Regions from separate parts of the Mus musculus genome. Here region 1 is linked to region 2. The links are chromatin contacts, called in public HiChIP or PLAC-seq maps. All regions are on one chromosome and are shown on one strand. Each heading gives the region's core, a stretch centred on a gene start, on an enhancer-like site or on the middle of the called end of the contact. The rest is flanking DNA. Distances are from core to core; before and after follow the strand shown. Region 1 has its middle 100 kb from the start of Gm11264. Region 2 has its middle 8.7 kb from the start of Gm46886.

Region 1 (5,285 bases), core at 1,690-4,189, 240 kb before region 2:
ACAATGACAAAGTTCTTTCTATTTTTGGCTTAGGAATTTCAATAGTGAAGGTGTTTTATAATAAGTGTAAGTATAATAAGCTGTAAAACTTTCACATCACTGATTATATCCTATATTTCATTTCGCTGAGTTTCTCCTAAAAATAATAGCCCTCATTTTCCAAACGTAGCCAGCACTATCATTAAATGCAGACTCTCTTGTGCAATTTTAAGCAAATCTCAACCTTTTTGCTGCTTAAAAAAGGGAAGGTACTCTTCAAACTAGATTCCAAGCTATATGTTTTCCTTTCTGCATTAATGATAGTTCCCCAAAGAGGCTCCTTTGCAGCAATATGGTTCCACATTGGGTGACTTGGCTTTCCATCCATTAGATGGATGGACACTTGTGCTACAAGAAGGCAATGCTAACATTTATTCTCTCTGTGCTTCTCACAGCACCTGAGGACAGAAGATTCAAACCTAGGTGCCTTCTAGAAAGGTGACTGAAGGCTCTGGGCTGAAGTTCTAGTGTCACTTCCAACTTGGGGGTTTTACATCTTAGCTCTTATGAGTTTTATGTCTTATGGGTTTCCAATCTAGACATGCCAGAAACTTCTTTTTAAGTGGAATCAAAGATATGAATATCTCCCAGGAACTGATGATCTGGTGTGTGTGTGTGTGTGTGTGTGTGTGTGTGTGTGTGTGTGTGTGTACTTACATGCAAAACAGGGCAGATACAGGCTTAGTTATACTGAGTTAATTAAATTTGTGCATATCTAGAGATGACTGCAAGCAAATGTGACCTGTGCTAGAGCCCACTCTTACTTTCGGAAGAGTGGAGAGATTTACACTCCGGCTCAGCATTCTTACAGCAATGTTTATCTTCTCATGGAGCTGTGAAAAAGCTGCACAACACCGCCTTTCATTATTTTGACAAGTTAGGGTAGGTCAGTCGTTAGTATATTCCCACAAATAACTAGTGAAGGTTAACCAAGATGCAACATGTTGTAACTGACCAGTTATGTTAGTGACACAAACCACAAGTCTATATTTACAACAGAGTGGTTCAGTAGGTATCTTCAGTGCATGATGTCATTCTGAAGAGTGAGACAAGGGACAAAATGCCCTTTTTATTTCTCTCTGCTGGGGAGGGCAGCACAAAGCTGGGGTGGTGGCCATGCAATACTCATTGCCTGTGGTCGGTGCGGTTCCGTCTGCTCATTAAGTTAAAAAAAAAACCTCTCCAGATATTTTTTTCTATTGTCTCATAAATATAAATCAAATAGCGAGGAGAGCTGTAAAACAAACACAAATGCCTTCTAAATGGGCTAAGAAATAATGGACTAGAATTATTCCTTAAGGTACTTAAGTACAGTGCTTTGCATAGTGCAGATACCTCTCGTTAGTCAATAGATGGGGTCCTGAAAAGTAACTTATAAATCAATCTTGCCAACTAAATCATATTTTGAGTGCATTAGATGAGTTGGTTTTCTAAAGGAATGCTAGTATGAATATTTTTGGAAAGCAAAAGAAAAAAAATCCTTTTGGAAAATGAAATCTCAACTCTAATAGATCTCTGCTGCAAGTTCGTGGAGCCATAGAGCGAATGCCTAAATTGGGGTACTTCCCTTGATTAGCTTGCCAGCACTGCACACTTGCAGACCTCAGAGCCTTTCTGAGTAATGCACTTAGAGTGCTGCTTTCAGATTTAACTGAGATTTACATACCCGCGATGACTTAACTCAAATGCAGACATGTGTAAGAGGTTTGAAAATCAAATGACTCTCAGAGCAAAGGAGGTATCCTTTCTGAGTCAAGGTTCTTGTGGAATGCAGAGTTAAGTAGCAGTGATGTAGAGAGTAAACATCTTTCCTTCCCATTCGGGGTCTAAGGGGGAGGTCCCTATAACAACAGACTCATTACTGAGAGCAAGGCACAGACTATTTACTATAACCATCAATAGACCAGAAGCTTTTGCCAGGAAACAAAGACCCAAAGAATAAGGGTGTTGGGTGCATATTTGTGCTGAATTTGTGAAAACAGAGCATCTTAAAGACATGTTATCTGATAGATTAAAAAACAGGGATCATGTGTCATAGACTGGGGGGAACATTCCAAAGCCTGTTTGTTCTGATTCTGTCCTTAAAGGAGAATAGGATAGGGAACATGTCTGTCATATGAGAATTTTATGGCTTATTTCAGGTGGAAGGCCTGAGAATTCTTTACAAGTGTCACACCCTGTGTCAGGAGAAACAGGTGCAAGGAGAGTCATGGAGAACACCCTCTTTTGTGGTTTCCTCAGATGCCAGGGAGGTGAAGTTTGTAGGAGACTGCACCTAGCTGGAGAGCGTTTGATCCTTCTTTCACAGGAGCTAAGGAACTGAAGATCAGAGCAGGAAAGGGGTCTGCCTTGCCATCTATGCTTTACCCTCTACTCTCAGTGAAGGCAAATCTCAACCTATTGTTCCATTCTCCCAGCCACAACCAAGCAAAGCATACACTATATGTATGCCATCAGTGAGGATGGCAGGGGTGTTGATAGTCACAAAGGCTTCTTCCTATGGGACTAACTAAGCTTAACATTCCACATCAAGCACCTTAAAATTACCTCCAATCTCCACCATGTACTTCTTATGTGTTCTGTGTCTTTCATCCTAAAGCTATGGAGTACCATTTAATTCATTCCTTTCCTTGTGTCTCCCCTTCATCTCCCCTTCTCCATGCAAGAAAATAAATCCTGTTTTGGCATAGGACTTGAAAGAGCTCTTCCTGCTTGCCTTCATATCTGCTATGCTCAGATCTAATTTAAATAATTTATTGGGAGGTAGTTCTCAAAACAAAGACATTCCTCTGAAAATTTTCAGCATTCCACCTCTATGCCGAAAGAAGCAGTGATATCCTGCTCAAGTACATTTCAATAGAATTACTAACTCCCTAGAAGCTATTATTGGGCCGGAGGGGATTTCCCAGAATATTTGAGCCGATGAGTGGTTAGTCCCTGAAGGACAGGAATGAGGAAGTGGGGTGTAGCCAGGAGGTGAGCACACCTTCTTCCCACTCCCCACTTGCTGTTTCTTGGGCCACATGCCTCTAAGATCACAATCGATATCCGCATATGGAGTTTTCTCCTAGTACACAGTTTTGCTGCTTCTTTTGTGTGCACAAAGACTCACGAACTGTTCATGAGTCCACAGAAGTTGGTTCTGGTCACTAACAGGAGCCATGAGAACTTTAGGGTCTCAAGTTCCCTTCTCAGTTATCTTCAGACAGCCTCAGATTGGATGGCCATAAACATGAGGGTAGAATGAAAAGTTGTATTAGAGTGCTGTGAGCACACCACTGAGAGTAGTTATTGAACACAGTTTGTTGTTGTTGTTTTGTGAGTTATATTCATTTTCGAAATAGGCAGACCAACTGCAGACCAAAATCTACAGTGTATGTGCCTTCCAGGTGTTCTGTGAAGTGCTGTCACAAGGCATATAATGGTGTCTAGACCATGACTGCATGACAGAGGTCCTGAAAGTAAGGTAAGATGTAAGAAAAACAACTTGAGTTTTACTAGTTGATAACACGCTTGGAGCATAAAACAAACAAACAAACAAACAAACAAACAAACAACCCCACCCAAGTCAAGATTGAGGCTAAGAAGCAAAATAATTATTTTTAATTAGATATTTTCTTTATTTACATTTCAAATGTTATCCCCTTTCCTAGTTTCCCTTCCAAAAATCCCCTATCCCCTCCCCACCTCCACCTGCTCCCCAACCCTCCCACTCCCACTTCCTGGCCCTGCCATTCCCCTATACTGGGGCATAGAACCTTCACAGGACCAAGGGCCTCTGCTCCCATTGATGACCTACTAGGCCATCCTCTGCTACATATGCAGTTGGAGCCATGAGTCCCACCATGTGTTTTCTTTGATTGGTGGTTTAGTCCCAGGGAGTTCTGGGGGTGCTGGTTAATTCATATTGTTGTTCCTCCTATGGGGCTGCAAACCCCTTCAGAGGCAAAAATAATTTTAATGTTTTCAAGACAAAAAGAACTGGTGTGCAGACATAACAACTCATTGAATTTTAACATGAGGAAACATGGGAATGGCCTCCTTGTAAGTGGAGTCTCCCAGAGGATCCCAGTCCAACTAGAATTGGACAGATGCAAAGAAGTAACCTTTAATGGGCTAGGGGCTCTGTAAATGTGGAAGATCATAGGGGCCTCATGAGATTCACTAGCCGTCCTTTGTCTTCATGGGGGTGCAGGCAAAAGAGGTAAGAATACTAGCTGGCTTAAGAACATTTTCAGACCACTTCACAATTGGGTAAAACCACCAGAGCTCTGCCTGACCATCCTTGAAATCTGAGAGATACTTTTCTCTTTCTGGATAGAGGGGAGCCTCCAAGTTTAAGCTTCATGGATGCTTCTCGGTTTCTGTTGTCTACTCAGCCCTCTGAAAACTAGTCTTTGTTCTGTCTTCTCACAGATGGATCTGGGAATCTCAAAACTCAAATCAATGCATATTTCATGTGTTTTGTCTGCATGGGTCTCTGGGCACCACATGCATGTAGTGTCTATGAAGGCCAGGAGAAGGCATTGGATTCCCTGGGAATCACAGACAGATGCCAGCCACCATCTGGGTGCTGAGTATTGAACTTGGATCCTCTGGAAGAGCAGTCAGTGTCTCAGGCTGCTTATATTTCAAACTTTGAAGGAAGATCTCCCCAGTTTTTTTTTTCTTTTTTGAGTTCTTTTGTTCAACAGGTTTTGGGGACAACCTTTCAATGTTCCTATGAAAACACATTTAATTTTTATGGCATAATAGATGTATGGACACTAAGTAAACCAGGGACTGGGTTTCTGCCTATACTACTTGAGCTTGCATGTACTTTAGATTTTCAGCTCACTGTCCAAACCATGTGACTATGAAAGCTAGGGTGTGAATGACATTGCTGAATGACAAATGTGCTGAGTGCTGGCCAGTCCTGACTAATTATCCAGCTGTAGGGGTGCAGTGGGTGACTTTTCTTTCCAAAGACTCCTCCCCCTACCCAGCTCCAAACCACAGAATAAAGAGAAGAATCCACAGCCCTCTGCATTAGGGCTTTTAGTGCAGCCACAGTGCAACCAGAGTCCCGGGCTGTAGAAGCCATTTCCCAAGTGTGGTTGGCTCAGGTTGCACCCTGTTGCTCATGGGCCAGATGGGTTGGCTCTCACAGGGGTCATGGGTGGAAATGCTCCACACTTTCGCTTCACTTAGAGTTTTCTCTGAAGTCTCAGCTCTTCATTTTGTCCTGTAGCTCCTGGAAACTGACA
Region 2 (4,573 bases), core at 413-2,912:
TTTCTAAAGTATACTGTGCACCATCTGTTAGATTCAACTTCTTTGGTAGTCACAGACACAATTTGTGAGTAGTAGTGGCATGTAACCTCATCCCACCATAGTTATACCAGGACTCAGCCCTTTGACACCCTCTTCCTGGCCTTTACCTCTCACCACCTGCAAGAGCTCCTTTGATGGCCTTTGCCAGACATGCTGCTGAACCAAATGGCAAATACCAGGCAACAGCAGCTGCCCAGAGACAGCAGGATTTTACCACCTCAGAGTCGTAGCCCCTCAGTTTCACTTCCAGAAGGTCAGGACTGGTGAAGCACCAGCCTGTGAGTGCTTTCTCACAGGTTCTTGAGTTGCCTGGAGCAGGGATATCTTGTCTGCCTTACTTACCCATTAACTCCAGACCTTAGAAGAACATAAGGCTCATAGGAGCAAGCAGAGTGAGTCGAACAAGCTGGCCAAGAACTCATGGAACAGAAGTATTTCATAGGTTAACCATGCATTGCTTAATTCAGAGTGCAAAGCCTCCTGATAGCTTTCCCTTTTTGAATAACAGCAAGTTTAGGCTTTCAAGGCCTCCTGCCCTATAAGGAAACGTACAATTATTACAGTTCTACATGAATGGCTTAATTTCCCAGTGAAAGGACAAGCTTTTCTTTCATCTCATTCATCCAGTTAGACAAGATCGTCCCCACTGCTGTCCTAAGGATATTTCAAAACCACAGGTATGCATGTGGTTTTCAGAGCCTGAAAGCATAAAGCCACATGCACTTTTTAAAAAAAGTATGACTATTTTCATTTCTATTGTTAAAAGTAGAAACTATTCATGTGTTTCCCCTCGGGACAGTCGTGCATGACAGAGGTATGTACACTGCACATTCTTTCCTTGTCTCTTATGCTGGCACCTATGCTACTTGGGCTCACACACAGTTCTTTGTTCACACAGCAAAAGGCTCACTCTGTCTGAAGGCACAAAGCATTGGCATTTGCAGGCTATGGCTTATGTTTACACACGCACGTCTTAATGTGGGTTCTCTGGGACTCTCAGGTCATGCATGCTCAGCGGATCTATGACCTGTGACCTCTCTGTAGCTAATATTTGTTTTGTAGATATTCATACATTATGTCTTTATATATATAAACCCTATGCTAGAATCAAAAGCCGATGATTGTACTTGAGACGTAGAACTTGAAATGAGTCTTGCCTTTCTCTTCCTTTTCAGTGTGCTTTGACTCTTGTTAGCTCATTCCAAATACTGCTGACTCCGGTGCATCTCAGTCCTAAGGGAAGAAGTGGAAATGCAGTGGATGGATAGCGGAGTAGACCACACTCTGCTCTCCTCTCTCTCAGAGCCCTTTTCAAGATAAGAAGTGCATAGTTTTATAATGGAGAAGAGTGGTTGATTCATCCTAAAGCTATTCAAGGTACATAACAGTCCTTTATATAGAAGTCTGCTGAGTTCAAATGCACCTCTCCCTGGGCAGCATATTAAATAACAGTGTCTAGCTTAGCAATGCCAGGCTCTTTTTTTTCTTCTTCTTCAAAATGAAGTGTATTCCCATGTGTAAAGCATAAAGTCTGTGTGTCTGCTGTACGAAGGAACGTGTGTACTCACAGCTGTAGTCACACACCCTTTGCAGAAAGCACTGTTAATGAGGACTTCCTGTTCTCGTGTTTTTAGGTGACTAAGGAACCTGAGGGTGTTTAGCCTGATGAGTGATGTTCTTGACTGCAGTCTGTGCCCGCCCGGCTCCAGAGTTTATCTGCTTTCTGTTTGTTTTCTGTGCTCCTATTAGGTTGTTGTTAGTTACATTCTGATGTTTGTAGTTTGGGGAAATCTGTATCTTTGTTATTTATGTTATCAATAATGTGACCTGGGCCTTCCTCAGCAATGTTCCAACTGTTCCCAGGTCCTCAATCACTAATTATGCAGATGAACAGATTGTGGAAACTCTTTCCTTATGGCTGCATTCTGGAGGACTTGTTTTTATTAAATTGTGGATGTCTTGAATTATAATTAGGTACTGGCCCATATTTATAGCCTCTCTCTCTCTCTCTTTCTCCATCTCCTTCTCTTTCTCCCCATTCCCCCTTCATCTCTCCCTCTCCCCTCTCTTCATCTCTCCTCTTCACTATCTTCATTATCTCTTTCTCCCCTTCATGCCCTCTTCCTTCTTTTTATTGCTATGTGCAGGAAACTTCATAAAAAGAGACAGAGAGTGAGCGAAGAAGCCTCCAGTCATTGGCTGCAGAAGTAAGTTTGCCTAGTAGCAGATGTGGCAGGGCAGCGTGCTGGATCCAGGAGGTTCTGTTGCTTGCAAAAAGTCATTAGGATGGGGAGCAGCCTGCCAGACAAAGCAGTAGAAGTTGGAGAGCTTAACAAGTTCAAGGGCAAGAAAGGGATTCATCCACTGCCTTATAAAACAGCCCGTTCCTCTGAAGTCTCTGAATGGGGTTCATTAAACAACAGTTGGAGAACACACAAGAGAAAATATAGGAGATACAGGGACCCCATAGTTTACTGAAGCTAGCCAAATCTTTGTATATCTTATGTGCTTATTTTATGAAGTGTACTGATTTTGTTATTTGAAGTGTATTAAGCATTTAAGTGTGTCCAGTACTCTAAGGAGTATAGGAAACTTGTTCTTCTTGATGCTTCCAGGAGCACATGACCTTAAAGGACTTCGATGGCTTTTGCATGACTCAGAAATAAGCACTGTAAGTGAACTGTGGTTTCATTAAAAACATACATACACACATGCACACATGCTGAATGATGTGAGAAAGGACTGGGTATAGAGTTTGCAATAGAGGAGAAAGGGCGTTACATCCTATAAAACATACAAACAAAGCAAACAGAAAAAAATTCTCATTGATGTTTTAATAACTTATTTCTAGTTTTCAGCTGGTAGCTTTGATAGATAAGATTTCCTTTCTACTTTCTGGTTTTAGATATTCAATAAAATAACATTTATTTCATCACCATGGAAGAGAAGCCCCAGATCCAATAGTTACTGGACAAAAGATTTATACGGGGAGACATGGCTTCTCTCATCCTTTGGAGAGGATGGGAATTGCAAGATCTTAGTGTAGAAGTGAACATCAATTTGCCAGCACACGAAAAATAACTGAGGAGTATAGAGTAGTCAGTGTCCAGAGACTGACCTGGAAAACCACTGGCACCCATCATGCCCTCTTCCCTTATATTGTTGGAGGAGGTGAAACACCTGTATGCTAAATAGTGAATAAGGCTTTAATACTGTGATTGAGTGAACAATCATTCTGACAGATGTTAGACTTCACTGAGAATGCTAATGGGAGTGGAAGTTACATTGACTCACAGGTAATTAAGAGCTAATACTATTAAATGGGGCTTAGAATCTGAAGGTGCTCATTCTACCAATGTAAGACAGTACTGAACACCCCCTAGAGGCAGGGAAGCTTATCGTAAGGAGTTGAGAAAGAACACTATACAATCCCTTGTTAGAACATTCCTGTGACTCCTACCTTGAAGGCTGAAATCTGAAAATATGGTTGTAGTTTATACATTCCTATGAAGAGATATACTATGTATTCTTTCCTTAGCTTCACTTTTAAAACATAATTGGATTTGTGTAGACTTCTGATGATTGTATGGGAAGTTCCTGCAAATTATTCGGGTTCCCTATTACTGCCTCTCAGTAGTGTGGGATATCACTACAGCACCACAATTCACACATTTATTCTAAACTATAGTCCACTGAGTTTCCACCTAAGGTCCTCTTCCTGTCCTGTGATCTCAACCAGGATACTGTCTTGCATTTAGGGAATGAATGTTCTTGCAGTAGTGTCATGTCCTCTGATAACAACTTCTAGTTTCCTTGTTCTTTAATACCTTGAGTTGATACTTTTGAGGAGCACTGACAGATGTTTTTTCTAGAATATTCCTCAGTTGGAATATTCTTGTGCTCTCTCTCTCTCTCTCTCTCTCTCTCTCTCTCTCTCTCTCTCTCTCTGTGTGTGTGTGTGTGTGTGTGTGTGTGTGTGTGTGTGTGTGTGTGTGTGTTTACAATGTAGCTACAGGATACAGGAAAAATAGCCGAGGTAGGTTGCACATCAGGACTTCACATGCACATGTGTACTGACAATTGACACCCATGGATGTTGCGCTTGGTCACGTGCATAAGGTTGTGCTTTCCAGTGTCTCCACTGTAAGTAATCCCTCCTCCTTGTCCTATTTCCCTCTATTTGGAAGGAAGGAACTGAACACAACTCTGCCCATAGAATTTATTCATAATACTGTTGTTTTAAGATAGAGTCCACCAAAAAAAAATCTTACTTTTGCCAATGTTCTATTTTCTCATTTCATTTCACTAGGATAGTATAGCCATTTCTTGAAAATGTTACTTTAATTTATAAGTTCTACCTAATTAGACTTTTTTTCCACTTAAAAATTTGAAATACAGCAATTACAAATATGATAGGCATTGAAGACAAGGGAAAAACATTTAAGCTCAATTAACTAGGTCGATTTACCTTTTACTTTTGTGTTTTTCCAAAGGCTGGCACACATATTTCTATCGCAACTCCTGACTGTTCTCA

The links. HiChIP or PLAC-seq counts read pairs in DNA pulled down with a chosen protein or histone mark.
Region 1: a contact with region 2 is called in a FOXA1 HiChIP or PLAC-seq map of pancreatic cancer cells. The contact joins two enhancer-like sites. A contact is called at or near these places in 1 of 39 promoter capture datasets (3T3-L1-derived adipocytes) and 1 of 115 datasets of contacts at active chromatin or transcription factors (pancreatic cancer cells).

What each region holds. Positions count from the first base shown.
Region 1 is chr4:82,163,980-82,169,264 of GRCm38.p6, reverse strand. No RefSeq gene overlaps it. Among named protein-coding and RNA genes, the nearest start is that of Gm11264, 100 kb to the right of the region's middle. Within about 2 kb of position 2,939, at least 34 of the 459 cell types and tissues checked have an H3K27ac peak or open chromatin away from gene starts, as enhancers often do. A contact at or near this core is called in pancreatic cancer cells, where this site is marked.
Region 2 is chr4:81,923,165-81,927,737 of GRCm38.p6, reverse strand. No RefSeq gene overlaps it. Among named protein-coding and RNA genes, the nearest start is that of Gm46886, 8.7 kb to the left of the region's middle. Within about 2 kb of position 1,662, at least 69 of the 459 cell types and tissues checked have an H3K27ac peak or open chromatin away from gene starts, as enhancers often do. A contact at or near this core is called in pancreatic cancer cells, where this site is marked.